Linked DNA regions of Mus musculus: all the other regions are linked to region 3. The links are chromatin contacts, called in public Hi-C, HiChIP or PLAC-seq and Micro-C maps. All regions are on one chromosome and are shown on one strand. The core of a region is the stretch at or near the end of the contact, and the rest is flanking DNA. Distances in the headings are between cores, read along the strand shown. Region 1 has its middle 20 kb from the start of Gm38636. Region 2 has its middle 23 kb from the start of Gm40913. Region 3 overlaps F13a1 (coagulation factor XIII, A1 subunit). Region 4 has its middle 41 kb from the start of Gm30600.

Evidence for each region. HiChIP or PLAC-seq counts read pairs in DNA pulled down with a chosen protein or histone mark. Hi-C and Micro-C count contacts between places; a contact is called where the count stands out from the background.
Region 1: a contact with region 3 is called in a Micro-C map of muscle stem cells, with 8 times the contacts expected there. The contact joins two enhancer-like sites. A contact is called at or near these places in 2 of 484 Hi-C or Micro-C datasets (the N1E-115 cell line and muscle stem cells) and 2 of 115 datasets of contacts at active chromatin or transcription factors (CD8 T cells and pancreatic cancer cells).
Region 2: a CTCF HiChIP or PLAC-seq map of CD8 T cells shows a contact between it and region 3, with 7 read pairs. The contact joins two enhancer-like sites. A contact is called at or near these places in 2 of 15 datasets of contacts at CTCF or cohesin (CD8 T cells and the NIH/3T3 cell line), 14 of 484 Hi-C or Micro-C datasets (the C2C12 cell line, the HL-1 cell line, the N1E-115 cell line and 10 more), 9 of 115 datasets of contacts at active chromatin or transcription factors (CD8 T cells, Th17 cells, embryonic fibroblasts and 5 more) and 1 of 9 other capture datasets (embryonic stem cells).
Region 4: a contact with region 3 is called in a Hi-C map of bone marrow-derived macrophages, with 34 read pairs. The contact joins two enhancer-like sites. A contact is called at or near these places in 2 of 15 datasets of contacts at CTCF or cohesin (CD8 T cells and the NIH/3T3 cell line), 13 of 484 Hi-C or Micro-C datasets (the C2C12 cell line, Th1 cells, adipose-derived mesenchymal stem cells and 8 more) and 5 of 115 datasets of contacts at active chromatin or transcription factors (CD8 T cells, Th17 cells, acute myeloid leukemia and 2 more).

The regions. Positions count from the first base shown.
Region 1 is chr13:36,693,240-36,698,150 of GRCm38.p6, reverse strand. No RefSeq gene overlaps it. Among named protein-coding and RNA genes, the nearest start is that of Gm38636, 20 kb to the left of the region's middle. Within about 2 kb of position 1,635, at least 58 of the 459 cell types and tissues checked have an H3K27ac peak or open chromatin away from gene starts, as enhancers often do. A contact at or near this core is called in muscle stem cells and pancreatic cancer cells, where this site is marked.
Region 2 is chr13:37,308,811-37,313,228 of GRCm38.p6, reverse strand. No RefSeq gene overlaps it. Among named protein-coding and RNA genes, the nearest start is that of Gm40913, 23 kb to the left of the region's middle. RefSeq lists an enhancer at 1-2,263. Within about 2 kb of position 2,713, at least 27 of the 459 cell types and tissues checked have an H3K27ac peak or open chromatin away from gene starts, as enhancers often do. A contact at or near this core is called in CD8 T cells, where this site is marked.
Region 3 is chr13:37,009,222-37,014,095 of GRCm38.p6, reverse strand. All of the region lies in intron 3 of F13a1 (coagulation factor XIII, A1 subunit), which reads left to right. Among named protein-coding and RNA genes, the nearest start is that of Gm30240, 23 kb to the right of the region's middle. Within about 2 kb of position 3,140, at least 36 of the 459 cell types and tissues checked have an H3K27ac peak or open chromatin away from gene starts, as enhancers often do. A contact at or near this core is called in the C2C12 cell line, CD8 T cells, Th17 cells and 3 more, where this site is marked.
Region 4 is chr13:37,287,575-37,292,423 of GRCm38.p6, reverse strand. No RefSeq gene overlaps it. Among named protein-coding and RNA genes, the nearest start is that of Gm30600, 41 kb to the right of the region's middle. Within about 2 kb of position 1,508, at least 68 of the 459 cell types and tissues checked have an H3K27ac peak or open chromatin away from gene starts, as enhancers often do. A contact at or near this core is called in the C2C12 cell line, Th17 cells, bone marrow-derived macrophages and 1 more, where this site is marked.

The sequences.
Region 1 (4,911 bases), core at 386-2,885, 310 kb after region 3:
AAAATGTATTTAAATAAAAAAAAAGAAATTGGCAGAGGTTGGCTTAAGGTGGGCCACTCATTGTGGAGGTCATCATTGTAGGAAACCCATCTGTCCTCATCCTTTGAGTGATGAGGTTGGTTTTATTGTTTCTGTGGCTGGGAAAATTCCCAAGATATATCCAGTAATCTACAAGGGGCTCTGGGTTCAAGTGATGGGGTAGTGCACATAGGGGCCCACTTTCTGCCATTGTGATGCTACCATGTGTGGATATCTTTTAAATGCACTAAAAACCTAAACACTGATGTGACCACACTGTATGCTTACAACTTGGTTACCTTCTCTTCTTTTTATTAAGGGGCCTCAAGCAGGTGGACTTTCTTAACCTTCCCCCTCTCCCAAAACCCACTCACGTGGGATGCTTCTTTAATTGTCTTTCCCACAGTGGATTACACTGAATCATGATAGAAAGTGAATCAATTCCTCACTGGCCTCTTATAAAGTCCTAGAGCTGTACAGGATCAACAGAAGACAGGCTAGGACCTATGTCCCCAGCCCAGACGCTCCATTTTCCTACAGCAAAGAGAGAAGAAGAATCATTGTGATTTAGCATGTCCCCCAAGCCCTTCACTTGCTAGAACTGAATCTGCTTAGATACAGGTTCCATCCGGATGGCTCTATGCCTTGTGCATTATATTGTATTTCAGGCATAACATGTGGACCTGCCCACTTGCAGGATGCTGAGGGTTGTCTCATATGTACCTCCTTCTAAGCCAGGTCACCAGGAATGGACTTTCATTCCCTGGCTTTAACAGCTACTGATGATCATCACCCAGGTCTGTTATTTTAATGAGTGTTGCAAATAGGTCATTTTCTAACATTCCTCCTGTGTCTATTTAATAAGATTTTTATTTTATAAAAGACTTGTTGTTGACTGGTTGTTTAATAAACTGAGCACAGATAGGCGGGATAAATGTTTTATTCTTTACTCGTATTTATCCATCTGCAGAATAATGAGTTGGTACCCCGATGACTTCCAAATGGAGTTAACCACTGAATTGTGAAGGGCTGTGTTGAAGTATGTTGTTTTACTATGGAATGAAACTTGTATATTTTTATATACTTGATATGTTTCAGCATATTTTGTCATTATTTTTCTTTAAGTTGTCTCACCCTTGACACATAGACTTATTTATTTTAACCTCAGCACTCTGGTCTTTGTTTCTGTTTCTTTTCCTTTTTTTTTTTTTTTTTTTTTGCCTTGTCTCAATTTGTACATTTTTTTTAAAACCTGTGTCTGGAAATGGCCACTTTTCTAAGAAAACCAGATATTGTTTAAATCATAAAGGATGTCTACAGTGCCCAATCTGTAGATTTCAGATTTTCAGCCTTTTCTCTAGAGTCAGCTTGCTCTCTCACAAATCCAAGGTTGGGCACTGCCAGATTTCTCCTGAAATGTGGGTGGTGTATGTTGTCTCACCGTTAACATTTTCCAACACACTTCACTACAGTGAGGATCCAGCTTTCCACGTGGGCCTGGAGCTTAGGGATTCCTGCACCAGACTCTGTTCCATTCTCACTGCAGATCCGAAGGGCCCCGAGGACAACAAGAGGGTAGTCCCAGCTCTTAGAGGAGTTCATGGTCACTTGCCTTAGTCATCACTGGAGATGGGCCAGAAGCTCTGCCAAAGCGTGAGTGGTCAGACACGCAGGCACCAGGGTTGGTCCTTATCTGCCCTTTACCAGCACCGTAATCCATGATTCACCTCCACAAATGACCACAGGCTCCCGTGTACCAAAGGGGATGATAACAACAGCTTTTTGGGGTCCTTGGGGGTGTGGTAAAGTAGAAGATCCACAGCAACTAGCCTACCCTAAAGTATGACAAATGGTGATTCCTTGCCCTTCCTTGGATCGTTCGCCCTCCGTTACATAACGAGAAGGGGCAAGATCTAAATATTTTGAGCTCTTCCTGAAGTACTGATGCTATTTTTACCTGTCCTTTCACAAAAAAAGGTTACAGCCTTGTCCTGTTGTCGGAGAGAGGGCAGCCCTGAGTCACTTCCTCCCTTCCTGGGCTGGTCCTTCTGTGCTAGGCTGGCCAAGGGCCAGGCTGCTCCCCGAGAGCTGCCCAAGCCACTGGGGCTCGTGCTCAGTGACATTCACAAAGATTTAAAAAAAAAAAAACGTACTAGCTTTGTGGGGGACTGGGCTGACCTCCCACTTCCTGAATTGATCACGATTTTTACTTTCCAGACATCCTCTTCCTGAAATGGATGAGTGTTCCACCCCACAGCAGCAAACATTAGCAGGTGGCTGAGATTCAAACTTAAGGCTGACAACTTTAGACTCCAAGCAAATGGCACGATTCCCTTTTCTTTCAAAATGTAGATGAATTTCTGTTTAGCAGTATTGGGAGTCCTGGGGGTGGGGATGGGGGGGTAGAATCCAGAGCCTCGAACACACCCATCACCAGGCAACACTTTATTTAAAGACAAGAACCAGTTGCAGCTGTGGTTTGTAGCTCCAGCCAGCCCTCAGAATGCTACAAAGAATGCAATAGTGCTGATTTGTAACCTGGGATTGGAACAGTTTGTAGATGCTAATAACATTGAATGTCCACTGACAAATGAGTGGTCCATGGAGAATGCCAATGGAAGGGTGGGAATCTGTGTCTTGTTGGCTGGAGTGTTCAAACTGTTTTTTTCAAGCGTTGACTCTTTAGCGTTAGTGTACCCTGGGTGTCAGTCACAGGAGGTCTGTATCCATACAAGCGGGCTGGGCTAGAACCCCGTTGAAGGTTTTCCAGCAGATTGGCATCTTGGCCATGTTGGCACCACAAGAAATATTGTCCAGCAGCACTTGGGAGAAAGAACTTGAGTCACAATAAATAGGAAAGGCTGGCAGATTCCAAGGCAAGATGTTGGGAGCTGGATAGCCATTGTAGTATTTTGAATATGCTTGGCCCAGGGAATGGTGCTATTAGGAGGTGTGGCCTTGTTGGAGTAGGTGTGGCCTTTTTGAAGGAAGTGTGTCACTTTAGGGGTGGGCTTTGAGATCGTCCTAACTGCCTAGAAGAGTCAGTCTTCTGCTTGCCTTTAGAACAATGTAGACCTCTCAGCTCCTTCAGTGCTATGCCTGCCTGGAGGCTGCCAAGCTTTCCACCATCATGAAAATGGACTAAACTCTGAACCTCTAAGCCAGTCCCAATTAAATGTTCTTTTGAAGAGTTGTGTTGGTCACGGTGTCTCTTCACAGCAATCGAAACTCTAAGGCAGCCATTAAGAATGATGCTGATGGCGACGGCATGAAGTTCAAGGAGAAGGGCTTTGCCGCCTTCCATGATCCCTGGCTTAGGACTCTCAGTCTCTATACCGAACCCCTTGGTGTTGTCTCTTGGCTTGTTGAAGATTTTAGATATAGGTCTTCATTTCATTAATCAGAGTAATGACTCACATTTGTTATGCATTTGCTATGACCCAGGCACATATCTAAGAAGGCTTCACCTTCCCACTAAGAAAACAGAAGCTCAGAGAGGCTAAGTGACATGTCTAAAGCCACACTCTCAGTATGAAGCAAAAATATTAGAACTTTTAGATGATCCCATCTCCCATTTTTATCCTTGATACAACCATGTGAGAAGCCTGTATCCTACCTGGGCAAGAATTCACCAGCTTTAGGTTTAGTGAGGGTCACAGGGTAGACATTGTTCTCGCTAGTATCGGTTTTCTGCTCTCGAGGATAAGATGTCTAAAGTTCTGTCTTTACCATGCTTCTCTGATCTATGATTGGTGATTAGTTGGTGACTCCATAGAATGAGTTAGTCCTATGGATTTGTGGCTTCACTGTCAGATCTATTACCATCCCCTCTTTGAGGACAGGACTTCATCTTTACTTTGCAAACCTCCCTTTCCCAGTTTTTGGTGTCAATGGGTATCAAGGTCTCGTTAATACAAAAGGAAGAAATCATCAACTCCATCAGTGGTTGCTGAACAACGCTGGCAATCAGCATGAACACCAGAGAGCACCGGGAGTCTGAACACCAGGCGTTTCTCCTTGCCCTGAGAACCCAACCCACACAAAGTGGCCTCTCAGGGACTCCCATCTTGGCCATGTGCTAGAGAAGTTATTTTTTAAGACAATTGAATGGATCTTTAATCTTGAAAATTCCAATCTTATTTCCAATTTGAAAAGTCTCTTCGGTAATTATTTTAGGAAATCTCGGGAACTACTTGATGATGCGAATACATTCCTCAGTTCCTTTGGGGAACTTTTATGTAACGTGTTATTTGAGTATAGCAGAGCTATGCATTTGGCAACAGAATGATGCAGAGTCTCTGCTAGAAAGGAACACCTGTTGGCACTATTAACCACGCTCAGCTCGATGAACAGATGAGTAAATATGCCAGTGCTTACATCCCAGGACCCAAAGACATTCAGATTTAAAGGACATGCCTTTCACCTTAAAGGAGTAATTGATTGGCCTGGGTCTCTCCATGTCTTTGCTCTCTGTTTCTCTCATTCTGTGCATGTGTATAGATATATAAATGTGTGTGTGTGTGATTTACATTTCAAAAAACTCGGTACTTCATAGATTCTTCTAATATTGAGGAGGATGTGATAGCAATAGTTATATTGGGTCTGTAAGGGTTCAGTGTGGTATTCTGCTGGGTTCATTGTAGTAATATACTCCAGCACATTTTATTTTATTTTTTTAATTTTTTATTAGGTATTTTCCTCATTTACATTTCCAATGCTATCCCAAAAGTCCCGATACCCAAACCCCCACTCCCCTACCCACCCACTCCCCCTTTTCGGTCCTGGCGTTCCCCTGTACTGGGGCATATAAAGTTTGCAAGTCCAATGGGCCTCTCTTTCCAGTGATGGCCAACTAGGCAATCTTTTGATACATATGCAGCTAGAGTCAAGAGC
Region 2 (4,418 bases), core at 1,464-3,963, 300 kb before region 3:
GGGAGATGCCTCTGAAGATGGGACCCTATGCTTATAGGCAGTGTGAAGCCTGTTCCTTAGTCTTGAAGGAATGGAAACTCAGAAGAATGCAAGCGGGCTCTGAACACACAGATGATTCTGCAGTTGAATTCCGGAGGGAGAAACACCTCGGGGAGGGGCTGTCAAGTGAACAACTTAGACGGACCCAGGAAAGATCACATAAGGAGTCCTGCTTCAAGACTGTCAAAGCCATTGGGTCTTTTAGGTTTAAATTCAATTCTGCAATGGGGTGAAATGTAAGGTATTAGTTTTAGGAAGGACCCTTGCTTACTTGGTGATTCACCTGTGAATAACAGCAAAACCCCAAATCCGAGAAACAATGCATCAGGCAATACTAGATCCGCAGCCAGCCAGCATCCCGCCCCTCAAGAAAAAAATTGCAGACCATGACATCATTCCTCTGGTCTCCCCACACCTGCTCGAGTCCCTCGATGATACCACCAGATGGCGATGTTGGCCTAAGTTGTAGTACATTCTCTAGTCCTGGGAAAGCCTGACCTGAATATAAAACTTCCCTAATCACCACATTTGATTCCCCAGCAGAACAGCACAAAAAAACCTACTGCGGATTCCAAAGAGGCCAACATGGCATCTCACTACATTGCGTGGTCCGCAGACCAGACATCGGTGCATATTAAAGTGTGATTGCAAGAAAACAACTTTAAAATTCAGAGTCCAGGAGTGGCCCCCCGCTCCCCCGCCTCCCGCGCCTAGTCTCGCTTTGCGCTCCCTACCCCCACCCACGGTCCAGCAATCTCGGACGTGAGGCTTTTCTGCAGCCGCAGCGGCATGGCTGGCAGTGTGGCGCGGAGGTGGCAAGCTCTAGGGACCCACGCAGCGTCTGTCTGTGCAGTGCCCAGATGGCAGGGGCTGGAGAGGCCTCCAGAAACCTGCAACTCAGTAGCATTTCCCCAACTGGATCTCTGTCATCCTCCCAGGCCACCCCAGCTCAAGAGAACCTACCCCATCCAGAACTTCAGGAGGCAGCTTGGGGCCAGCAAAGGTGGGAGGTGGTGGCATGAAAGTAAGGTCTAGTTAGGATGACCAGTCTCCAGGGTTAGAAGTTTTATAGCTTACAGGGCTTCCACGATCCCAGGTGCCCACCCAATTGGTATTGCTTCCACTAGTAGGTCGCGCCTTGTGTAGGACAGTGTATGATGGGCAAGATGGACCGCAGGCGCCTGCTAGAGAGTGACACTCTGGCTCCCAGTAGCTTGCACCAAAAGGTCCGATGACTGTCTCTGGTCCCCAGCAGTCAAACCTCGGTGGTACTTCTAGGCCTCATAGGCGCGTGCTCATGGCGCACGCACAAAGCCCAGCGGTGCAGTGCTCCCCGGCAGGCCTGGGCTGGCCCCCTCGAAGCGACCAGACGGTGTCTCACAGCGGGCTTGTCCCCGCCGAGGTCATCTGCTAGGCGCAGCTGGGCCGCGGAAAGTAAGAAGCTGATGAATTTTTCATCGCGATTCCCTTGGCTGTCGATCTGAAGGCAGTTTCTGGGGCAGCAGCCTTTAAGGACCTGTCTGTGCCAAGGGCAGCCCCTCCCCCACCGCTCTAATTACTGATAGACAGGAGAAGCTGGTCCCAGGTCCCCTCCTGCTCCTCCAGGGCGTGTCCTGGTCCCTCTGGCTTTGTTTGATTTCTGAGCATTGGGCGAGTGGGAAAGGAGGGATGAGGAAGAGCGCCTGTCTAGTTTAATAGCATGTGTAGACAACCTGCCTGGAAAAAGGAACACAGAGGTGCTCAGCTCTGACCTCCAGGAGTTTGCAGGGATCTGCGGGGATAAACTCACAAAATGGAGATGAAAGAGTCTAATGTGGGCCAAGGGCCGGGCTAGTGGGGCTGTGAGTGAGACCGGGGCTCAGGGAGAGACATGGGGAAGGGATAAGTTGAAAGGAAAGGACTCCAACACCCGGGCACAGGAAGGGGCAGAATGAGGGCGGGTCTAACTTTGCGCTCTCGAGGGGACCAGAGGCACACAGGTGCAAGGTGTGGACCTGGATCTACCCAACACATAGGTAGGCCTATCACAGGTCAGAAACCGGCCTTTTCTTGAAAATATGATACAGATATATCAGGAGAAGTCACTATTAGATAAGAACACTGAGGGGCTTTTTGTTCCTGAGTGGGGGAGGGGATGGGGAGGGTGGGAAAGGGTGGGGGAGCGTGGGGGAGGGCTGTGCCAGGTTTTTTTTTTTTTTTTTTGTCACACGGATTGTTTTTGCATAAATGTAAGTTAAAAATACACACTTACATACCATGCACACTGTTGTGTATGGAGATGGTCTCTAGAAATAGTTTTGTTTGTTTGTTTGTTTGTTTAAAAAGGTAATGCAGGTATTTCTAAATTTTGGTGAAATAAACAAAAGAATTCACCCAGAGTCACAATCTTTGTATATGTCCTTATTTTTTCCTTATCTTATTTATTTTTTCTGTGCAGACCTCGTTTCATTGAGACCATTTTTTGTAAGCGCAGTCATTCAATAAATGCTAATAAATAAGAGACCATAGCAGGAACATTCCCTTAATCTCTAAGTAGAGCTGGGCATGGTGGCTCCTGACTGAAATGCCTGCACCTGGAAGGTGGAGGGCGGAGAAGGAGGCTAAAGGCAGTGCTCTAGGCAGGGCTGAGCTCTGTGGAGTTAGAGGTGGAGTTCCGGACCTGGCAGAGCTGGGTGTGACTCTGCTTGAAGAAAGGAAAAGGTGGAAACATCTCAAGGTGCCTGAAGAGGCTTCTCATCTCACCTCCCAACGCTGAGCTGAATCGGAAACAGCTGGTGACAAGGAAGTTGTGGGGCCCAGCATTCCTAGCATCCTCCTCGCCCCCTCCCAGAGTCACCCCGCCCCCCCGCCCCCCCCCTCACATACTCACACCCTTACCAACCTCTTCCTCAGTGGTAGCTGCGGTTCTAGGACTGAGCAATTCCTCTCTACCTTCTATTCTGAAAACCTGTGCAGAGACTGGTAGCTTATCAAATGCGTTCTCATTGCTTTGCTCCTAGGTTTAATTGAATTAATTTTAACACCTGTTATACCTGCTACAAAGATCAAAAAACTGAGCCTCCATTAGAGTTTTCCTCTGAAACATTAAGTGGCCAAATTAAAGATAGAGCAAAGCTACAGGTTTGTTTTTTTTTTTTTTTTTTTTTTTTTTTTTTTTTTTTTTTAAGAAAAGGTGTTATTTGTGAACCGTGAATGTTTGCTGTTTGTTAAATTAGCTTTCACATTTAAAGCCACCAGAAAGACATTTTTATCAAATAAGAGAATGTGCCACCTGCTTTATTTCTTGGGGGAAAAACAGAGAGGGAGGGCTTCCATTTCTGGCTCTGAAGGAGGAGAGCAGAAAAAAGCCTTGTACTAAAAAACCAACGGCTGAATTAAAAAAGTATGAACTAGTAGCTTGAGAGCATCAAAGATGCAATCGAAGATGCGGGACTCTAGAGGGACCAGAATGGCATAGGAGGGCAATGCAGCCAAGTGAGTCCTTTAGAGCTCCTCTTGTGTCATGGGAGCATTTGTTGAGCCATGCAACGGCCTCTGGGGTATAGAATCAAAACAGAGTGACAGTTCCTTGCTTGTCTCCGTCAAAAAAATTGGAGTTCAGGATGCAAGGTTGCCAGGACTTGATGGACCATAAACACATCGAGATGGGAACCAAAGAAAATGGAGTCAGTATGCATTTTTTTTCTCCAAACCATTTCTCAGTCTTTAAGCTGTGCACGTGAAGAGTGAGATGCCAAGAAGCCAAATAAACACAGCTGTCAAGAGGCTTAAAAGCTAAGCCAAGATGCTGGCGTGCTTATAGTTCTGGGAAGGCAGAGCTTATAGTTCTGGCTGCTAAGGGGGAGGAGCCTTATGAAACCCTCATTGTCAGGTGAGTCCTGAAAACCAGTCCATAGGAGTAAGCAAACACAGGATAGTAGCTCTCATATGATATGCAACGTGGGCTGCAAGAGCCTCCACTCTGGCTGGGACACACCCGCACCTGCACACGCACACTCACAACTATCTCCTAGTGTTATATATCCTCCAGCTTTCCTGGAGGAAGATGATGTATTCTAATACCACAGAAGGTATTATATTTAACCCATTGTATTAATACCAGACGAATAATCCAGAGGGTCAGAGGTTCTGGCTGGTGAGGTGAAACAGGAGGGTAGTTTCCTGCCCTGTCAGGAAAAGGGTGGTGCTTCCATGGCCAATCATAAGATCTAGCTCTCGAAACTGATGTGGCCCAAATGTGAGGGAGAGCTGGACCAAGGCATTTAAAAAACTGGCCAGAAAGATCTAAGTAGAAGAGATGCTGGAGTCCATCCTTCCATGTGACTCTGCAAGGAAACTTGCCCGTCCTAGAGGATGAGGTTATTTCAGTCAAGGGCTCG
Region 3 (4,874 bases), core at 1,891-4,390:
TATGTAAAGCACATGCAGGAAGAATGGTAGTGGTTAGAATGAGATTTCACCTGTACCTCCCTCCATCCCTCTTATTTTCCCCTCTCCTCTCTGATCCTCTAATCTGACCTCACCCTCTCCCCTCTCTCTATCTCTAAGCCCCAGTCTTTCTGTGATCCCCTGTACTTGTGAATTCATAAGCGTGGCTCATTCGTACCCACAGAATTGAAACTGTACTTGGTTAGGAAGTTGTAATCTGAACTGAGGTGTGATGTGGTGCAGGCACCACTGGATGTTCCCTATAATTCTAAAGCATCTTGCCAATATGAAGTGAGGGCTGAGAAAAGTGGGAAAAGATACCTAATGAAAACTAATGTTCCAACCATCACACCTTGGTCTTATGGCTCCCATCTGAAAGGAGGCGTCATGTAAGTGGATAGAAAACTCACTAAAGCAAGGCACTAAGTGGACTAATTATTCATCACCCTTGCCCTCTGGTTCCTCCCTGAGTGTGCTGCAAGGATTGATGGAGGATAACCTGAAGCTCTTTCAACCGCTTAGTGATAGTTGCTTGCTAATAAGATGACCCAATTACCAGCCTTATTCTGAGCATTGCAAGTTCATAGGCAGCTGCATCTCCATGGTGTTTCTTACAGGAGGACAACCCACATAAAGTGCCACTATAGCAGCAGCCAGACTGCCTGCTCGAGATGAGCTATAAATAGCTGGGCATGTCTTTGGCTAGCTTCACCTCTCAGGATATCAGCCCCCTTTCTTGTCTTTCCTCCTCTTTCTGTAATGGGTCACTTTCCATCTCTGACTCCCCACTCTTTCCTGTCCTCACTCTCATGCGCATAGACATGTGTGCCAGGCATAAATGGTTATGAATTTTTCTACTGAATGAGGGAGGAATGAGTCGCTGCTTGATGATGGGTTGAACTAGCCTATCTGTTTAAAAGGATTTCTTTAGCCTTCCAGGCATCCAGGATCAGGGCTCTGGACCTGCTTCCCTGACTAAGGCTAAACATTCTCTTGGCCACTGCTCTTTTATTTACCATCCTAAAGGTTAAACACAGGGCTTTGTGTAGACCAGACAAGCACTCTTCTGGGAGTTCCATCCCCAGCCCTTGATTGGCTCTTTGAAAGTTTCTTAGCTAAACTACAGGAGAGCTTGTGGTGGTTCCTCCAGTCTCACAATTTACTTTCTGTCTACTGCTATTTACCAGCCTTCATAAGATCACAGCTAATGCATTGTTCAGTGAATTGGTGTGGCACAAAGTCCTACTGCATTCTGCATTCTGGCGTCTCATAGTGTGCATGTATGTATAACAGAAGTTTAGCAAGCTATGCTAGCTCTATTTAGCTTGATTGAAGTTAATTTACCTTTAAGTGACAGGTAAGAATTGCACATTTTCCTAGGGGATAGAGTAATGTTTGAGTACATGTACACAGTGTTGAATATCCACTTCACACACAGATCATCTGTCTTTTCAAACCTACTTCTTCGTGATGACAACATCCAAATCCTCTCTTTGACAAATTTCATTGTCACAATACATTGATTTTGGCTATAATATCATCCAAAGCATTTCACCTATTCACCTGTCTCTTTGTCTCCATTAGTCAATCTCTATATTCCTCCTTGTTCTATCCCTCCCTAGGCCCCAGTAACCAGGATTATATTCTACTTCTGTGAGCTTAGCTTTTTCTATTCTGAGTGACTTCATGTCTTATCTGTATTACCATATCTGGACACTTATTTAAAATTATGAATCTAAGCCCATTGGTATTTTTGGAAATGCCAGGGTTTCACTCTTTCATCACTAAATATTATTCCATTGAACATATGAATTATTTTAATTTTTCCTTTTACCAACAGTGTTGTGAACACTGATGGAAAGAATGTAAAGGTACAAATGGTTGTTGTGCATACCGATCTCATGTCCTTGAGTGCACACTGGTATTCTAAACCTGTCTTTAGACCAATGGTTCTCAGCTTTTGGGTCATTCCAACCCTTGGGTGGATGACTCTTTCACAGGGGTTACCATCTGAAAACACAGATATTTACATTATGATTCATAACAGCACTAAACTTACAGTTATGAAGTAGCAACACAAATAATTTTGTGGTTAGAGATCACCACAGCAGGAGGAACTGTATTAAAGGGTCACAGCATTAGGAAGGTTGAGAACCACTGCTTAGGAGTCAGTTCCAGACAGAGTAATAGGAATTCTGGAAACAGTTACTCAATAGTTAACAGGCTAGCAGTCTGGAAGGAGACTGCAGGCAAAAGCTGTCGAGTAAAGTCTCAGACAAGGCAGGTAGGTCTAGAGAAGAAAGTTGAGGAATTAGGAGTGTTTTTTGAGGGTAAGAGCCATGACTGGCCTGTATGTGTGAAGGGGTTTGTTCATGAAAGCCAAATGGCTTGTTCTCCAATGTACACTAGCTTTAATAGAAAAAAAAATTCCTTCATGGATTAAAGCCCCTTTCTATATTCAGAGCTTAGGCAGGATGCACTCTCCAGGCACAGAGATGGAGGTCAATTCTAGATAGCCTGTGAGCACCGAATCTCCATAATGAAGCCAGTCTGCTAATGGTTGGTAACTTATTTTCTGATTTCTGGTGATGGGCTGGGACATCTGGATTCTCTACATAGCACATTATTATCCTCCCCAAACATCCATTTCATTGTGTTAGAGTCCAATGCAAACCTAGAAAAACTTTTATTAAATGATCAGAATCTTATTAACATGATCAAATCCAATTAAGTCACCATTAGTTTTCAAGAGCATTTTGAATCAGCTCAAGAAAACGTGCAGGCCTCTGTAGAGACAAGAGTTAAAGAGATTTTGCCAGGACCTGTTTCTTCTACAGACTAACCAAAGTGCCTCTGGGAAGGCTCTAGAAGGGAGAGATAGACAGCCTATCTAGAAATATAATTTCCTGCTTGGAGCTGCGAAAGAAAACGTAAATTTCAAAACAGGTTTCTGGAGGAGATATGTAAAATGATAATAAGATGAGTTATAATAAAATCAAGTATTTAATCTTAAGCATTCATTTAAATGGAAAGCAGACATTATGTTCATGAGTCATAACTTGAGCAGCTGTTGTCATCTGCCTAGCCTGTGCTCATGTAGAGCTTCAGCTCTGTGTATGACGAAACAGGAAGTGCTCCCAGAACGGCAGGCTGAGTTCATCTATTGTGAGTATGCTCTGCATGGAGATATATTGACAGCAGTTTCTCTAATTCAAAGAGAAGTCCCTGTGACAGTAGCTAGTCCTTTTCTGTCAGCTCTTGCTCATACATTTACTCAAACTGGCTCTTTCCGATGACTGGCTGCAGCTCTGGAGAAAGCAGCATCCTAAAAACACATGACCACTTGATGAGGGAATGTGGAGAGACAAAGTGAAAAGTGTAGAGAGATGGCACAAGGGGCAGGAAAGGTTGGGTGCCATGAGTCAGTGGTGACTAAAAGATGATGCTGAAGGTTGAATCTGTAGTCAAGGCAGAAGGGAGGAGTTGAAAGAGGAGACGGGTCCAGAGTCAACTGTCTGATGAATTAACAGGATTAGCCATGCTGATAAGCATGTTTCTATAAATACTTTAACACCCATTGCTGCTCATAGGTAAAGCTGATGTCCATCACAAGGTACATTTCATGAAGTAACAACATAATACTTTTATACACAAATTATACATAATACACAAAATTATAGTCGCTTTCCCCACCATACATATTTTGCATGTATAGAAATTGTCTGCACACAATAAGGACTTTAGATACCCTCCCACATAAGGTTAGCCAGGATCTGACAGAATTGAATGGAACATGATCTGGGACACAAGGAGAGTCTAGGATGGGTGTTGGAAATGCTGGCATACAGAAGAATTAAATGTATTGTCCTTAACAACCCTAAGATATATGTGTATGAAATCAGGGAAGTTTCTAGAAATCTAGAGGAATATGTCAGGGGGCAGAGAGTGGAGAGAGAATCTTATAGTGAACAATATGGACACATTCCCAAATGTATGAAAACTCTGTTTCTATGAGAGAAAGAAAGCATCAGGAGCCAGGAACATTTGATTGGATAGGGTGTATCATTGGTTGGCCTTAGAATTGCATGGTGGCTAAATTCATCAGAGGTCAGATAAAGCTGAGATCCTCATTAAAGATGAAAACATGTAGAGAGGAGAAAACCTACCTATAAGGACTGGTTTCCTGAGCAAACTGGAATGGAGCTAGGAAATGAATCCATCAAGCACTGGAGATGATATATGGATCCTTTCCAACCTCTTCACAGTGGAGACAAGAGGCTCAAGCTCCTTCTGCCTTCTAGTAAAGAGCCAAGCCAGCCTCTGCACCTGTCTGAGATATGCAGGGTATGCAGGTGGCTGTAGACACTCAAGATTCTGGGTGGAGGTTGGTTGGTTTAGCTAGTAGAAAACATAAAAAGATAACTTGCAGGGAAAATAGGCCTCACTAGTAGGAACTACCAGAAACTTGGAGAAAACAAGGGGATAAATGGGCCCAATCACATGCCTCTGAGGCTCTAACACTGTGTAGTCTGACTACAGGAGGCACGTGCAATGGCATATGGATATCCAGAGACCAAACACTATTGTCCAAGCCTCTAAATTAGTCGTTCTCAACCTTCCTAATGCTGTGACCTTGCAATATAGTCCCTCTTGCTATGGTGACCCACTCAACAACAAAATTATGTCATTGTTACTTTATAACTATAATTTATAACTGCTGTTATAAATCATAACGTAAATATCTGATATGCAGGATATCTGATAGGCAACCCCTGTGGGGTTCTCAACCCACAGACTGAAAACCACTACTTTAAAGAATTGCATGGAGCTTGTTGAGTAGTTCAAGCCACAAACTT
Region 4 (4,849 bases), core at 259-2,758, 280 kb before region 3:
TAGCTTACAGGAGTCACAGCTGAGTAAACCGTTACTTTTCTCCCACAGTAATATGGACAATGCCTCTGATTCCATGACTGCTAGCCAGTAGGGATGAAGTATTCAGGGCAGTATCAGTTGATTTCTCCGTGTTCTATGGCTCAAGTATTTTCAGCAACAGGATCTTACCATCAAGTTTAGGAGGGTAACAAAGACTGATGGCATAGGTTATTTTGGTTTTGGTGAGGGGGTGTCTATGAGATTTATTACCAACATGAAGAGACACAATTTACACTGGACGCTGTTTTCTTGTTTTTTTTTTTTTTTTTTTTTTTGATAACTTATGGCATCTGGAAGATGTTTTGTCCCTAGGTATAGGGTAATTCCACTTATTTTATACATGTATATGTGTATGTGTTTGTGTACATGTTTTTGAAGCTCACACAATAGTAGGTTTCCATAGATCATGATATGTCTATGTGTGCACATGTGCATTTGAGTGCCAGTGGCCACCAGCATAAAGAGTTAGATCTTCTAGGGCTAGATGCCCAGGTGGTTGTGAGCAGAAGTCTGACATGGGTGCATTGTTCTTGAACTGTTCAAGAGCAGTGAGTGCTCTGAAGGCTAAGTTGTCCCTTCAGCCCCAGTCCCCCTTCTTTATAGCTCCTGACTGTTCATGCAAGGACATGTCCTACTCTGTAGTTTGTTCAGTTCTTGAAAGGATAATGCTTCCTGAAAGGATAATGCCTCCTCTAGATTTGCATTTAACATTTCGTGGAGCTATTTATAATCTCAAGTTTTCCCAGTGTGGCCTTTGCTCTGGCTGGACTACCTAATTATCACACCGTGTTAAAGAAACCAAGCTCATTAGAACCATCTCTTTTGGATTCTTTTTTGCTTCCTCTTAACCCTGGCTAGCTGTGTTATGAGTATATGATTTTGAATGGGGAAATATAGCGGCATGCTTGAAAAACTTCAAATCCTTAGAAAATACCTCAAGAGTCATCTGCTTACTAAGGGTCTAATTTTCAAATATAAAGGACAGGACCTGATAGCTATTTGTAGCTCATTTAGGGTAGTTAATGAGGAGTTATCTAATGAAGAGGCTGAGCAACAGCCTAAGAGTCCTCTTGAATAGGCTTAATCATCTTTGTCTGATGATAATCTATTCATCTTTTTTTTTTAAACCTACCCAAAAGGATACTGAGGAGGTGACTGATTTAGAAATTTAGTAACATATTCAATCCAGTTTGGATTGGTTTTGTATACTGAAAAGGAATCACTGTTTAATAAGTGTGCTTCTACTATATAATTCACAGAGAAGAGAAACATGCTATTTAAGAAAAAGAAACATATTAGATGAGCTCGGGATTGTTAAGTAGCTTCCTAAGTGTTTGGCAATCTTATAATTTTCCCCTTGCTTTGTCTGCATATCTCACTTTTCTTTCCAGACTTGGTTGGGTTCTTTTAAAAGTCATCGTCTCCTGAAGCATGTAATTTTAAGTAACAAGACAGTGAAGTGACATATTGCAACACTGGAATTGTTGAGTCAGCCCTTCATAATTTCACAACTGTTAAAATACTCACACTGGAAACTATGACTAACTCCCTCTAATTCTCAAAAGCCCTCTCAAGAGAAAACTCACATTTTGTGCTACTCAAATGCCATCAAAATGACTCCCTTCTGGCTCCTAGTTCAGCTCAGCAGGCAGCTAGTAGAATAGCAGGTTGGTGCCTGTAAGCAGCTGTGGGCTGCATTAAAAGCTCGCCAGTAATTGTGTCTGAGAGATGAATAGGGCAGAGCCCACTACAGACTCAAGGTTGAAAAAAAAACCCAACAACAACAATGCTTAACAGATTCTGTTATGATTGCATCTTACAAGACATCCACCAATATTTAAGAATGTAAAAATCACTGGTTTTGATGGAGTTTGATGATGCTTTAAAAGGCATGTGTCAGATGCTGAAGTTTAGGGAAATTACAAAATTGAGTTCTTGAGATTCCTCTAAAATCCCCCCCCCCATTTTATTTTAGGGGTATGGGTGTTTTGCCTGCATGTAACTCTGCACAGCACTTGAGGTCTTGGTGCCCAGGGAGGCCAGAAGAGAGTCTCAAATCCCCATAGGACTGAAGTTATAATGGGTAGGAGCTGCCATGTGGATCCTTATGAAATTTATCCAACAAAATGCTTTAGCGCTATTGAAGGTGCTTTTAAAGTCCTCACAGATTACCCAAGTCCCTCTTGCCTTACAGAAATCTTCATCTGGTGAACCAGTTTGTTCAGCCAGAGCCACAGGCCCAGCCAAAGGTACTTGCTGTCTTATTTGTATATGTATTAAGGAGCTGATATTTCTGGTCTTTAAAAAAATGCCCTCTCTGAGTTGTCTGATGTGGATACAAGCATTGCAGTCACTTTTTGACTAACAATTAAAACAGGTCCTGAGAGATGTACCATCAAATTCAGGTGACTTCCTGTGTGAAAACCCTGTGGATCTCTTACACAAGCCTAGATGCTGGAGGTCAGTCAGGGAATATGGCCACTTAAAGCGACAGAGACACAGCAAAGACAAGACTGGGGGAGCTGTTGCCAGCGTCCCAGGGTGCACTTTCACAATCAACACTCTTTAAATAAGTAGGGGTATTCTCCACATGACCAAGAAAAACACGCTATTATCAATTGCATAAACAACCCAATAAATACAGATAAATGCATAAACAGCAAGCCAGCCACATAATTAATTGGTTGTTATCATGATCAAATACTACATGCTTTCTGTTATTTCATGTGTCACTATGCTGCTTTTATTAAACAATTTTTACATACAACATTTTTGATCATATTATCTCCCTTCCCCAATTTCTCCTGGATCTCCCCACCTCTCTATATGTTCTCTCTCTCTCTCTCTCTCTCTCTCTCTCTCTCTCTCTTTCTCTCTCCTCTGCCTCTGCCTCTCTCTCTCAAAACAGAAAAACAAACAAACAAAAAACAACCAACCAATCAATCAATCAATCAATCAATCAATCAAACAAACAAACAAACAAAAGATTCTGGAACTAAACACACATCACCTTAAAAGCCCACAGAGTCTGTTTTGTGTTGGTCACCTTCTTCTGGGCATGGGATCTGCCCTGGAGTGTGGTTCTTTGAAGATAACTGACTTTTCCTCTCCCAGCAGGTATCAATTACAAACAGCTTTTTGGTTAGGGGAGGGGTTTTGTCTTCACTTCTTCTCAGTGGTGGTGTGTGGTCTGGTTTGGACCTTTGCAAGTCTTGTGCACGCATGCTGCCACAGTCTCTGTGAGTTCATGTTTATCAGCCCTATTGTGTCTGGAGGATGCTCTTTCCCTTAGAGTGAGTCATCAGACACCTCTGGCTTTTACACTCCTTCTGTCTCCTCATCTGAATAGTCTCCTGAGCCTTGAGTGAAGACTTTGATAAAGGCATCCCATATAGAGATGAGTTCTCCAAGGTCTCTCTCTGCACATTGTCCGGTTGGTCTCTGTGTTAATTCCCACCTGCTGCAAGAAGAAGCTTCCAGATTAGGGCTGATCGATGAAGTGATCTGTGGGGATAGCAATGTGTCACTAGGAGTCATTTTCTTTCTATGATTGGCCACCAGAGTGGTAGGTATGCTGATACCAACAGTGCTGAAGCCAGGTAAGGAAACATGTAATGTCACCAGGCTAAAGGAACAAATCATCATTGTCATTATGATTTATGGGATCCTGTCTATGGGGGCCCATCATCAACTCAAATGCTATATGGCACATGGCTAATACTACATTACAGGTTTCACAGATAAGAACACTGAAGTGGTGGGTAGTTAAGTAGCCTCATTTTACAAATGGGAAGACTGTCTCATTAATTTCAATCTTTGTTGCTTGTGTCAGGTAGTGTCTATGGTGTGCCCAGATCACCCTCTGTACTGGCTAGTTTTGTGTCAACTTGACACATCTGGAGGAAATGCCTCAACTGAAGCTTCTTTTTCTGTGGCTACCTGTTGGCTCAGAAGTCTTTGCTCACAGGGCTGGATCTTGTGGAAGCTCCTGCCTTGTATCCCTAACCTGGTGGAAAAATTCACATCCTGGTCCTTTATTCTAGAGCAATCAACTTTATGCTTGACGTAAGGACAGCAGGTCCTTTGGCCTTGGGTAAACTTACTTCTGACCTACCCCTTGCTACCTACTTGGAAGAAGAAAAGGACAGAGAAGCCTCTAAGCTAAGGCATGGAGACTTCACACTCAACTTTGTCCTCTATGTGTTAGATTTTGAACTTATCTCACCTAAACTCTTTTCCTCCCTAAATGGGGGACCTCTGTTTAAAAAATTACACGTGTCAACATACTGGAGATGTTTTATAATGTCTGAAGTGCTTCACACACACATGATTCATGTCTGATTCCACAGTCCCCGCTGTGACTAGGTTTAAAGATGCTCCATGTTTGGATCAATATTCAAAGAGGGTCTTAAAATCATCTGAAATGAGAATTTATATCAGGAAGTATAAGAGATGTGAGACTCTTCCAGACTACAGATAGAAGACACACCTGAGGACAGAGGCTATCTAATACAGCAATGTGCCCATGCAGTGAGAACGCTGGGTCAGGGAGCCAGGAGACAGCTGGGAGGAAGAGGCCTGTGAGTCTCCACACGTGTGCATATCTGAGTGTATGTGAACATGTGGGGTATGTGTGTGTGTATGTGAACATGTGGGGTATGTGTGTGTGTGTATGTTAACATGTGGGGTATGTGTGTGTGCATACAATAGGAGGAGGAGAGACTGTACTAGGCATTTCATGTGATCATATGTCTGATGTGTATACACGTGATCATGTGTGTAATATGTACATACAATCATGTGTATTGTA